2 separate regions of the Mus musculus genome follow, and region 2 is linked to region 1. Evidence: chromatin contacts called from public promoter capture Hi-C data. All regions are on one chromosome and are shown on one strand. Each heading gives the region's core, a stretch centred on a gene start, on an enhancer-like site or on the middle of the called end of the contact. The rest is flanking DNA. Distances are from core to core; before and after follow the strand shown.

The links. Promoter capture Hi-C pulls out the DNA fragments that hold promoters and counts their contacts.
Region 2: a contact with region 1 is called in a promoter capture Hi-C map of frontonasal cranial neural crest. The contact joins the promoter of Wls here to the promoter of Ptger3 in region 1. A contact is called at or near these places in 2 of 39 promoter capture datasets (the 3T3-L1 cell line and frontonasal cranial neural crest).

What each region holds. Positions count from the first base shown.
Region 1 is chr3:157,563,427-157,569,171 of GRCm38.p6, reverse strand. It overlaps Ptger3 (prostaglandin E receptor 3 (subtype EP3)), which reads right to left and starts at 2,296. Exons shown (of 4, transcript NM_001359745.2): 1 at 1,327-2,296. The coding sequence starts at 2,154.
Region 2 is chr3:159,836,077-159,841,929 of GRCm38.p6, reverse strand. It overlaps Wls (wntless WNT ligand secretion mediator), which reads right to left and starts at 2,280. Exons shown (of 12, transcript NM_026582.5): 1 at 1,883-2,280. The coding sequence starts at 1,988.

The sequences.
Region 1 (5,745 bases), core at 1,047-3,546:
GGAGCTTCATTTCCCTCTGCTTGGCCACCTACACCCCATTCCTCAACCACAGCAGTAAATGTCTAAAATTGGTGCTGGTTCTGATAAACATGGTGATGACATCAGCCTGTGCTCCAGCTCCTGGAGAACAGTGACTACTCAGTCACTTGTGAGCAGTTAGGTCCCAGCAGCACTGTCCTGTCTGTACAACTCCAGGCCAGTTACCGCAGGGATCTCTAAGGCTTGTCATACATACTCAGGGAGGGTGGGTAAAGAAAAGAACCATATAACCATTTGAAAGGAGATTAACCTTATGTGGCACATCAACATGTCGCTGACCTCACTGAACTGTATATGTAAATGGGAGAGAGAGATGTAAGACAGACAGAGAGAGAGAGAGGGAGAGAGAGAGAGAGAGAGAGAGAGAGAGAGAGAGAGAATCGAGTCTGCTATGTAATGGTCAATAACTGTACCACACCATGGGGATGCTCCTCTGCACATTAAGCCAGGCTGTGTGAGCCCAAAGTAAGCATCCATTCTTTGCCAATTAGCAAACCACACTTATCCACAGAAGTTTCTAGCTACAAGTGCCACAGGAAAAAAAAAAAAACCCTCAAAAACACCATGTGAGAGTTGGGGATAGGGAGCATGCGGAAGCATGGCTTCCTCTGGGTAGTTCTGTGATGGATACGATGCCAAGGACCGAGAAACCCTTACCTCCTGTCTCTGGAATTGCGGAGATCTGCGATTCACTCCTCTATAAGGATGGGGGGGGGGGGCACAAGTGTGTGTGTGTTGGGGGGGGTAGTGCGTGTGTGTGTGTGTGTGCTACTGGAGAGTCCTCCACTTTGGTGTACACAGTACCCGGCTTCTTAGGGGGCTGCGGCATCTGTGCCTTCCTGACCCTCCCTGCAGACAGTAGCTACCTGAGAACCTTTAGTGCTGGCAACAGAAAGACAGTTTGCCAAGAAGGTTAGTTGCTGTGCGGCTGAAGCCATAGGACCTGCCTGGCTCCCAGGTGCCCAAACATCGCAGCGGGATTAGCAGGTTGAGCTAGAGTTGTCATCATACCTCCTCTTATAACGCAAGGGGCAAACATCAGTCTGCACTGGCTTGAGCAGCGTCTACCCACCTCTGTGCCTAGGCTGTTTGCATCTTCACAAGCGCCTGGCAAGTCTGGACCGACTTGACTAGCTCTTGTAAGCTCCGCAAGCGGCTTAGGCTCTTGGCTGGAGGCTGCAACCCGGGGCCGCATGAGCGGCAGGAATTCTGGGTGCTAGTCACTTTCAGAAAGTTTCCCTACATTTACGGCTCCCTACAAACGCCCCCACTCTACCAACTACTTACCAATAGCGGCGACCAACAGACGGACAGCACACACATGATCCCCATGAGCTGGATGGCCGTCTCCGTGGTGATTCTGCCCCACTGGGCGCTGGACTGCGAGACGGCGGCTTTGGCCCGACAGCGGGACACCAGGGCTTTGATGGTCGCCAGGTTGCAGGCAAAGGTCACCACCAGAGCCAGCAAGCCCAAGCAGGCGAAGGCGGAGGCAAAGGCCACGCTGCCCGGCTCGCGCGCAGGGTCTGTCTCGTTGCCCGCCGGCCCGGTGCTGATGAAGCACCACGTGCCCGGCCACTGCACGCTGTAGCGGCCCACGCCCAGCACCGGCAGCAGCGCGAAGGCGAGCACAGACAGCCACACGCCCAGCAGTACCGCGCGCGTGGCGCGAGTCTTCATGTGGCTGGCATACCAGTGCGGCGCACGGATGGCCAGGGCGCGCTCCACGGCCATGGCGCTGGCCACCAGGAGCGAGGATAGCCCGAACACTGTCATGGTTAGCCCGAAGAAGGTGCACAGACGCCCCGATGGGTCGAGCTGCTCCCAGCGTCGCTGTGACAGGTACACGAGGATGACCACCGGGCTGGTCAGGAGCTGCCCCACTAAGTCGGTGAGCGCCAGCCAGCCAATGCACAGCAGGAAAGACTTCTTGCGCTTGCTCTCGCGGCGCCGGTAGCTGCGCGACACGAGCAGCATGGCCAGCGCGTTGCCCACGAAGCCAGTGACCATCATGGTGATGGGAAAGGCCACGGACACGGAGCCGCAGTCGTCGGTAGTACTTGACAGGTTGCTGTGCGCTTCAGCAGAGTGCTCCGGCGCCCACATGCTAGCCATAGTGGCGGGGCCACGGTAGGGCGCACGGGGCCGGAGCCTCCCGGCTCAGCTGCGGGATAGCAGCAGAGTGCACTGGGGGACAGCCGGAGCCCAGGCTCTGCTCTCCATCGCCCGCCGCCTCCCGCGCTAGGCTGCGGGGACTGGACAGGCGCCGCCCGACGCCGCGCGAGGCTCCTCCCGCGCCTTGGAGCTCGAGGGGCGGTGCTGCGAGTAGGCAGGCGAAGGGCGGTGTGGGCTGGGATCACCTGGCGCCGCGCCCCCTAGGTCTGCCTCTCCAGCTCTGGGACTCTGTAAAGTGCTCATCAGCCTTTGGGTTACGTGACACTGGAGAAAAGACGAAATCTGACATGTTAGTAGCTGCGTGAATCGCAATGCTGATTTCTCCTCATGTTTGACTGTCATTGAATTTGTTTTATTTAATATATATATATAAATATATATATGTATATGTATCAATATCATATGTATATACATATGATACTCACATCTGGGAAAGAATAGGGATGAGTTTGTGTTTTAAGTCTTCCTGAAACTATTGCCTTATTTTACTTTGGACTAATTCCAAACTCATATTGGTAAAATACTTTTCTAGGATAATGTCAGTTTAAAAATCCAAAACCAAGTAAGCACACAGGTGAAAGTACATAGCAAATTCACATTTTCACTGAGTGACATTTCAGTATAATGATACATTTAAATTTTAAGAGTATTCTGGAATTCATACATCAAAGAAAATATGCCACCCTTTAGTTAGATCAAAAATTTTATATTTATTAATAACTAACTTGTTTACATTATCATCCCCCTATTTCCCACCCCGCTGTGTGTGTGTGTGTGTGTGTGTGAGAGAGAGAGAGAGAGAGAGAGAGAGAGAGAGAGAGAGAGAGAGAGAGAGAGAGAGAGAGAGAGTCCTTTCGTATTTACATTGAGGTCAGACTTCAACATGGAGTGTCTTCCACTGTGACTCCCGGCCTGGTATGGCCTCACACACCCAAGCCCAACAGCCAGGCTACTTTTACTCAGGTGTTGGGAATCCCAATTCAGGTCTTCCTTTGAGTGGTTAGCATTCTATTCATTAGGTCACTTCCCCCTGCCTAATGCTTACTGAGAAGGTCGACCATAAGAACATGTATTGGCAAAGATAGTTAATCAATCTCTCTCTCTCTCTCCCTCTCTCTCTCTCTCCCTCTCTCTCTCTCTTATTGGATATTTTCATTTACATTTCATGTTATCCCCTTTCCCGCCCCTCCCTGTAACACCCTATCACATCTCTCCCCCTGCTTCTAAGAGGGTGTTCCTCCACCCACCCACCCACTCCCACCTCCCCACCTTTGATTCCCCTACACTGGGGCATCTATCCAACCTTCATAGGACCAAGGACCTCTCCTTCCACTTGATACCATGACAAGACCATCCTCTGCTACATATGCAGCTGGAGCCATGTGTATTCCTTTGTTGACAGCTCTTAACAAAGTTTCAGAAACCCTTCTCTTCTTGAAGCATTTTTTTTTTCCCAGCCAGAGTTACCTACATTTTAGCTGTTCACCCTGCAAATAAGTAACTTTTAGATTCTCCTGGTTGTTTTCCTGTTGGTTCTTTTGCTAGCTGCCAAGAGTTGACTTAGTTCATTTGAAACGACACTCCCCTCTAGTGGCTAAACTGCTAACATGCACTATCTTGTATTAAAGAGAATTTCTTTAAAACATTTTTTTTTTTAATTCTTTAATCCCCCTCCTGGTCTGCCTTCTAACTGTTCCACATCCCATACCTCCTCCTCCCCCCAAAACCCCGGCTCCAAGAGGATGTTCCCCACCCCCCACCCCTCAAGACCTTCCCCACTCCTTGAAACCTGAAGTCTCTTGAGGGTTAGGTGCATCTTCTCTGACTGAACCCAGACCCATCAGTCCTCTGCTGTATGTGTGTTGGGGGCCTCATACCAGCTGGTGTATGCTGCCTGGTTGGTGGCTCAGTGTCTGAGCGATCTCCGGAGTCCAGGTTAGTTGAGACTACTGCTCTTCCTATTGGGTTGCCCTCCTGCTCAGCTTCTCCCAGCTTTTCCCTAATTCAACCACAGGGGTCACCAGCCTCTGTCCATTGGTTAGGTGTAAATATCTGCATCTGAGTCTTTCAGCTGCTGCTTGTTGGGCCTTTCGGAGGGCAGTCATGATAGGTTCCTGTTTGTAAACACTCCATAATATCAGTAATAGTGTCAGGCCTTGAGGCCTCCCCTTGAGCTGGATGCCAATTTGGGCCAGTCACTGGACCTTCTTTATCTTAGGCTCTCCTCCATTTTTGACTCTGCAGGTTTTTTTTTCAGACAGGAACAATTTTGGGTCAGAGTTTTTGACTGTAGGATGGCAACCCCATCCCTTCACTTGATGTCCTGTCTTTCTGCTGGAGGTGGACTCTATAAGCTCCCTCTCCCCACTGTAGGGCATTTCATCTAAGGCCCCTACCTTTGAGTCCTGAGAGTCTCTCATGTCCCAGGTTTCTAATACATTCTAGAGGGTCCCCCCACCTACTACCGCCATAGGTTGACTGTTTCTATTCTTTCTGCTGGCCCTCGGGGCTTCAGTCCAGTGTCACCCCCACCCCACCCCAATACCTGATCATGTTCTCCTCTTTCCCTCCATGTACTTTGAGACTGGGTCTCTCATCTCCTGGAGCTCACAAATTGGGATAGAATGACTAGTCCGTGATCCTCAGGGATAAGGATCCTTGTCCCCCTTGCCCCCATTGCTGGGATTACAAATCTTATCACTAGACTGATCATTTCCACAGGCTTGAGGGAATGAGCTCAGCCCTGTACTTGAATCTCTGATTAACCAATAAACCAGTGGAGGCTGAAATAAAAGGAGCGTATTTTCATTTTTCAAAAACATTAAAGCTTATATTCACCTATCGTCACATTTAAATTCTGCTTTAGAGATTAAATTAATCTCTAGAGATTAATATTAAAATATTAATATTTTAATTTCAATATGCAAATGATTCATCTCATTTGTATCATTTTTTTTAGATTCAACCACATTTTAATATTCAGCTAATGTGTATGAACTTACCACATTAAACGTCCCTAGGGACTTGGCCTCAGAACCAGATCCACTGTTGCCATGTAAGAACAGTGGTTCTTTCTCATCCTTCGTCTTCAGTCATTCAGTGAGTACTCACTGGGCACCTGGTCTGTTACACACTGTCTTAGTTTTAGGGATGCCAACCAACACATTGAAGCCTCTACACCTATCAGGTTTATATTTCAACATCAATCTCTTGATTTTTCAGAAGCCCCACCGAGGGAAGTAGAGGGATCCCAGGAGTCTTGTATTTGTGGGCTGATTTACTCTGAAGGTGGCATCCTATAACTTAGTGGAAATTATACATTGTAGTGACTCTGGGTTGCATTTTTTTCCTGTGGTCACTTGACTGACCCACTGGACAATTCCTGAATTACAAGCCCGTTGCTATTTCTGAGTCTTCACTCTCTCATGCCTGCTTTATTCTGTGTTCACTGCAGATGGACCTTCTCTGTGCTTCAGTAATTTGCTGGTAAATCAGTAATGGGACCACACTCTCTGGTAATGGTGCGTCTTT
Region 2 (5,853 bases), core at 1,031-3,530, 2.3 Mb before region 1:
TGAGCAAACAACTGCTCTAACTGGTAATTCTAATGTCCAGCAAACACTTGCAGGGGGTCTTTGGGATCTCCACTGTAATGGTGAGGTTCCAGAAAACATGCTAGTTCCAGAAGTGCTATAGGGAACCTACTACAGGAACCAAGAGGTATGTGGGCCCACATCAGCTTCGTGGGGTGGGGTGGGGTGCAGCTACAGGAAACTGTAATGGTTTACTGTGTGCAAAAAACCTCAAAGGAGAAGGTCAGGCAAGGATAATAGGCCAATTTAATCCTGAAAGCACAAGGTGCAAGAAATTTTATGATGGTCTGCCACTGAAATCACACAAGATCCAATAGCATCCAACTGCAACTGCTCATCAAGGGAAACAAGAGGTGTAATTGTAACCGCGGTGTAATCACTGAGACTGCTTCTGCCTACAGCTCCCAGCAGAGAAGTATTAAGAGCCTGGAAAATCCAATTCAGAGAAAAAGAGATTGTACATGGCGTAACGAAACAAAAGCTGTGTGTGTGTGTGTGTGTGTGTGTGTGTGTGTGTGTGTGTGTGTGTGTGTGTTTCTGTGTGCTTTGCCCATATGGAGGACAGAGGCTTAGAAATGTGTACTCGACCTCCTCAGAACTCCCTTCTTGAAGCTTCTCCTCTCCTTTGTTTAAAACACTTAGCCTGGTGTTACAAAGATTGCCATTACCAGACACTCTGGAATGCTAACCCAACACACCCTAGTCTATAGGAAAAACACCGTACCCACTACTCTCACCCCCTCAAGGGAGCTCCTGCGCTGCCCAGGGACTCCCTCAAGAAGCACAGACCCCTGCTTGAGCTCTTCCACCCAGCCAAGAGCAACAGCCAGCCCCAAGGAAGCTAAGCTGCCCAGCAGCGCCCGCTCCGAAGTTGGCACTGAAGTTTGTCCAAGGATGTCCGGAACCTTGAGGAGAAAGGGACATGAGGTGGAAAAGACAGTAGGAGTAAGTTGAGTTTTCCGAGTGGATCCTAAGGCAGAAGGTCAGTTACGTTCGAAGCCTTTTTTTTTTTTTTTTTTTTTGGTGCGCACTGAGAAAGTCTCCCTGGCGCCTGGGAGCTGTCACCTGAGGGCAGCCCAGGAGGGAGCAGGAAACATCCTCCTGGCGCCAGGGGAGGACCTCAGGCTTCAGACTCACTGGATCTTGGGGCTCAAAGCAGAGGGGGAGGGGAGATGGCAGAGGGGACAAGAGGCAAAAGCAACACCTTTCAGACAGGCTTTCTCCTACGCCCTCTCCAAGTTCGTGCTGAGAGGGCCAGGACTCTCCCAAACCACTCTATGAGTCCTCAGTTCAAACAAGTCCACCGCCAGAGATGGGTGGGGTGGCGGCATGGAAGCCAAGGGCTTAAAGGTTGAGACCCTAAAACCAGCTCTAGTCCCTCGCCGAGACAACCTAATGCATTTACACAAGCCACAGCCAGTAACAGCTCGCGGCTGGCACAGGGCTTAGCTCCCGACTCCCCTGTTATTCCTAATAAAGTCGATTACGTTGCCCTCCCGGTGCTGATTGGAAGGGAACCGAGAGGGAAAGGGGGGCGGGCGAGGGAAAGAGCACGGGGAGCAATCAACTTTGCGACCCAGCACTTCCTCGCGATCCGTCGCCATGCTTAAGATCCACCCCCACCCCCTCCTGCCTTTCAAGTGGATACTGAAACTAGGCCAAAACTTTTCCCCTCCTTTTCTCTTTGCCACTAGACTGGATTGTGCCCCATGGAGCCCCATGGAGCTCTGCTTTCTTAAGCACAATAGCCGGACTAATTAGATCATAGAGGCAAGGCAGCGATACTGTAACAAGTAGCCCAAGAGGCAAAAGAGGGAAGGGCCGAAGAAAGGGAAAGGGGAAAGTTTGCAGCTCTCACACTTACCGATCAAGCCTCCCACCAGAAAGGCAACGATTTGGAAAACCAGAAGAATCCCTCCAACAATGCAGAGCTTCTTGGTACTCATGTTTTCTATAATTGCCCCAGCCATTTCTGCGACCCCCTTTCTTTTCTCCTTTAAGTAAATGTTTTAGGGTATGCTTTCGCTTCCCCTCTCCTTCTTCCTTGCCCTCTTTTCCTGGTGCTGCAAAACTTCAAGGGTGCGTTAGCAGAGGAGGTGGGACAGACCGCAGGCGCCCGCGCGGATGCCTGGGCGAAGCCGCTTGGGCTCCCCAGATGCCCAGAGCTGAGACTGCGGCCGCCCGGCAGCCAGTGGACGCTTAAAGAAGCAGGGAAGCGGATCACATGACACGCCTCCCTCTCTTTCTTCCTCCCTCCCTCTCGCGCTTCCTCCCTCCCTCCCTCCCTCTCTTCCTCAACCCTGGCCCGCCAGTTCAGGGATCTCAGCTCCCGCCAGCTCTGGCTACCCGCCCTCAGGTCTGGCCTGCAGCTTGCCCCGGCAACAGCTAACATCTTGAGGGGGGTCGGGTGGCTGGTGTTGTTAAATGGGCTTGGCATACGCAGTCTCTACCATGTTTCCTTTTCGGGTTCCCAAAGTATGGGATTTAAGTTACTCATGGGCCTCTTTGCAAACCCTTAACTTACATGTTGAACCCACCCCACCACCAGCCATTTGAACGCTAGGAAAGAGGTGAATTTTAAAAAGGAGTCTAATGAAGTTAAGTCAAAGTATAAAGAGAAGAAATAAGGTCTCTGTTCTGGTACCTTCTGCCTTGCCCTATCCTGGAATTATAACCCGCTAAATTCCTCATTACACGGCCCTTCAAGAGCCTTATTATCCAGACAAATCAAACGTCTGTTCCTTACTCTACCCTGGACTGCCAGTCTTGGTGTTGACTATTACCTAAACGCTTTAAAGTTCATTGAAAACTCGACTTGTTTTAAAATTCTTGTTTTGGTTTTTTACACCACCTTTATGTTCCAAGGGTCGATCCCCTCCAATCATGCTCTCACATTTTCACCTTCTATAAGGTCTTATGAATGCACATTTGTTTCCATTACTAAGCTGTAAATTTCTGGGAGACTGGGACCAAGTTCAATTCTCTTTGTATCTGCCCCCACCCCTCAGTGCCTAACAAAATTCTCACACTAGGAGACCCTGCATGAACTTTGGTGGAATGAATAAATGAGTGAATGTTTAAGCAAGCCCACAGCTTGCATTTAAAAAGCCTAAAGGACTTTAGTTGGGTAGGTAGTATACATGTTAAATAGTACCAGTTAGAGTTTCAGGTGGGTGGTCACAGCTACTAGGAGGCTGAGTCAGGAGGATTAGTAATTTACGACCAACCTGGATAATTTTAGAGACCCTATCTCAAAACAAAAACTAAAAAGTGATCTGGGCCTCTTGTTTAACTTGATCTGAGGTCCTAGATTCAAACCCCATGGAAGGCAGAGGAGGAAAGAGAATGTTAGCTCTTTGAGAGATTTACTTATATTGATACACTACATCCAAGGAAAAGTGGTGATCTTAAGAGATTTCTTGATAAGGCTGACCCAAACTCCAGGGCCTGGTTTTTCCATGTTTCATAAACTGTCTATTTAGCCAATGCAACTCAAATCACACATTAGCTTTATAAAGGTACCTCCTGGCCTCCCAGTACAGGTTTCCAAAGCCACCAGCATACCTGATTTCTTGCTTCTTGTCATCTTCCTGTGGAGGAACTATTTACTGTCCTCTTCTTCCTTCAGTTACTTGTCCAACATTTGCTTACAATCTTAATGTGTTTTCTTTTCCTTCCTGAGCACTAGAGATTATATCAAAACTTCAAGAGTATTCTGAAGGAACTACAGGGTAGTTGTGATTCACTGTATAATGATTTTCCAAATTGTAATTGCTGTGTGTGTGTGTGTGAGAGAGAGAGAGAGAGAGAGAGAGAGGAAGAAGAAGAAAGAGGGAGGAGGAGGAGGAGGAGGAGAGAAAAAGAAGGAAGGAAAAGGAAAAAGGAGGGAAGGGAGGAAGAAATTGATATCCTTATTCCATAGGGATCCTGCTGGAAACTGGATAATGGGATTGCTAAAACTGAAGTGTTCATTTCAATTGGCTCATGGCCCTTTAAGAATCATCTTTTTATATCACCGTCCCTGCTTCATCAAGCCTAAGCATAAAATCAGATAGAGTCTTAGTTACTTTTCTATATCCATGATAACACATCATGACCTTGACAATTTCTAGAATAAAGAGTTTATATGGACTTACAGTGCCAGTGAGTGAGAGTTCATGATTTTAGAGTAAAGGTATGGCAAAGGAACAGTTGATTCCCAAGTAGGAGGGAGAGGGAAAGATAACAGGGAATCCCTGAGCCGTTTGAAACTTCAAATTCTACCCCTGGTGAAAACTCTTCTCTGATAAGACCACATTTCTTCCTCCTTCCCAAAACAAAACAAAACAACACAAAACAGAACAAAAGGTTCTACCAATTGAGAAACAAGTGTTTAGATACATAAGCCTATGGAGGCAATCTCATTCAAACCATTACAGTTACCTTCCATGTATCATTGGTCTTGAATAGGTTTCTTTGCATATATAATGGAAAGCTTTGAGTAAATGTGTTATTCTTTTCTCATAGAGTGGGTTTTGTGATAGGAGTTTCTCCATGAGATGCTTTTAAATTTCAGTTTCTGTTGTCTTTGTAAATATTAATAATGACTATCAAAATTCATTTCCCAATTTGATAACATAAATATGTAGAAAAAAGGCTTAAATGTTTTTCCTGGAATGGAATCTAGATTCCTGCCCCTGCTGTGTGAAACTACAGTACATTATAGTTAATAGTGCGCTCCAAGGCTCAATGTTCTCACCTATAAAAGAAAAATGATAATAATACCAAGCGTATGGTATGTTCTTACAAGGTATAGACACTTATATAAGTGTATAAGAAGACACAACAATTGAATCAATAATCTTGATCAAAGAAAGAAAGCTAGAAACTCTGGTGCTTTCTGAGCATGCACAAAACCCTAGTTTTAATCCTAGCAGTGCATAAACTGGGTATGGTGGCACACATCTGTAATCCCAGCACTCAACAGGGAAGATCAAGAAGATCAGAAGTCATCCTTCATATATGGAATTTGAGGCCAGCCTAAGATATATGAGTTTTTCTCTTAAAAAAAAAAAAACTAGTAAGGCTAATCAGAGATTAGTTGTTTCTCAGATATAACATTTGATCATGTTATGAATATTTTTAATAAGTATTATCTTGCTATTTATTAAAGTTGCTGTATACTCATGACCTTCTTGTTTTGGACTCCTAGATGATGATATTACAAGTGTGTGTCACCACAACCAGCCTACAAACACACTTTTTGAAGCACACTTTTGAAGATGACCAGAAGATTATTTCCACTTGACAATAGTACTTGTAAAAAAAAAAAAAAAAAAAAAAAAAAAAAACAACATTAAAAAAATTGCTCCCTGAAACAGAGAGACATGGCTCAGTGTGTAAGAGAAAGTATGAATGACCTGAGTTTGAACCCCTAGCATATAGATTAAAAACAAAGCAAAACAAAACAAAACCAAAACCAATTATGGATGCACATGCCTGTAACTCTTGCACTGTAGAAGGCAGAGAAAAGGATATTATTGGGGTTTGCTAGCTACCAGCCTGGCTCCAAGTACAGTGGGAGACCCTTTGTCAAGGGGATGAGGATTAAGAGTGATAGAGCAAGACATGTATGTTCTTCACTAGCCTCTGTACATATGTGTGTGGGTATGTAACCATCACCCCCCCACACGTACATGTACACACACAGTTGCCCCCATCCATCAAAGAAATGTTTATTTTGAGTCATCAGAGAGATGATTCCAGTATAGGGTCTGGAGAGGTAGTTAAGTAGTTAAAAGCATTTGCCACCTTTTCAAAGAAACTGAGTTTGGCTTGCAACACTCAAGGTGGATA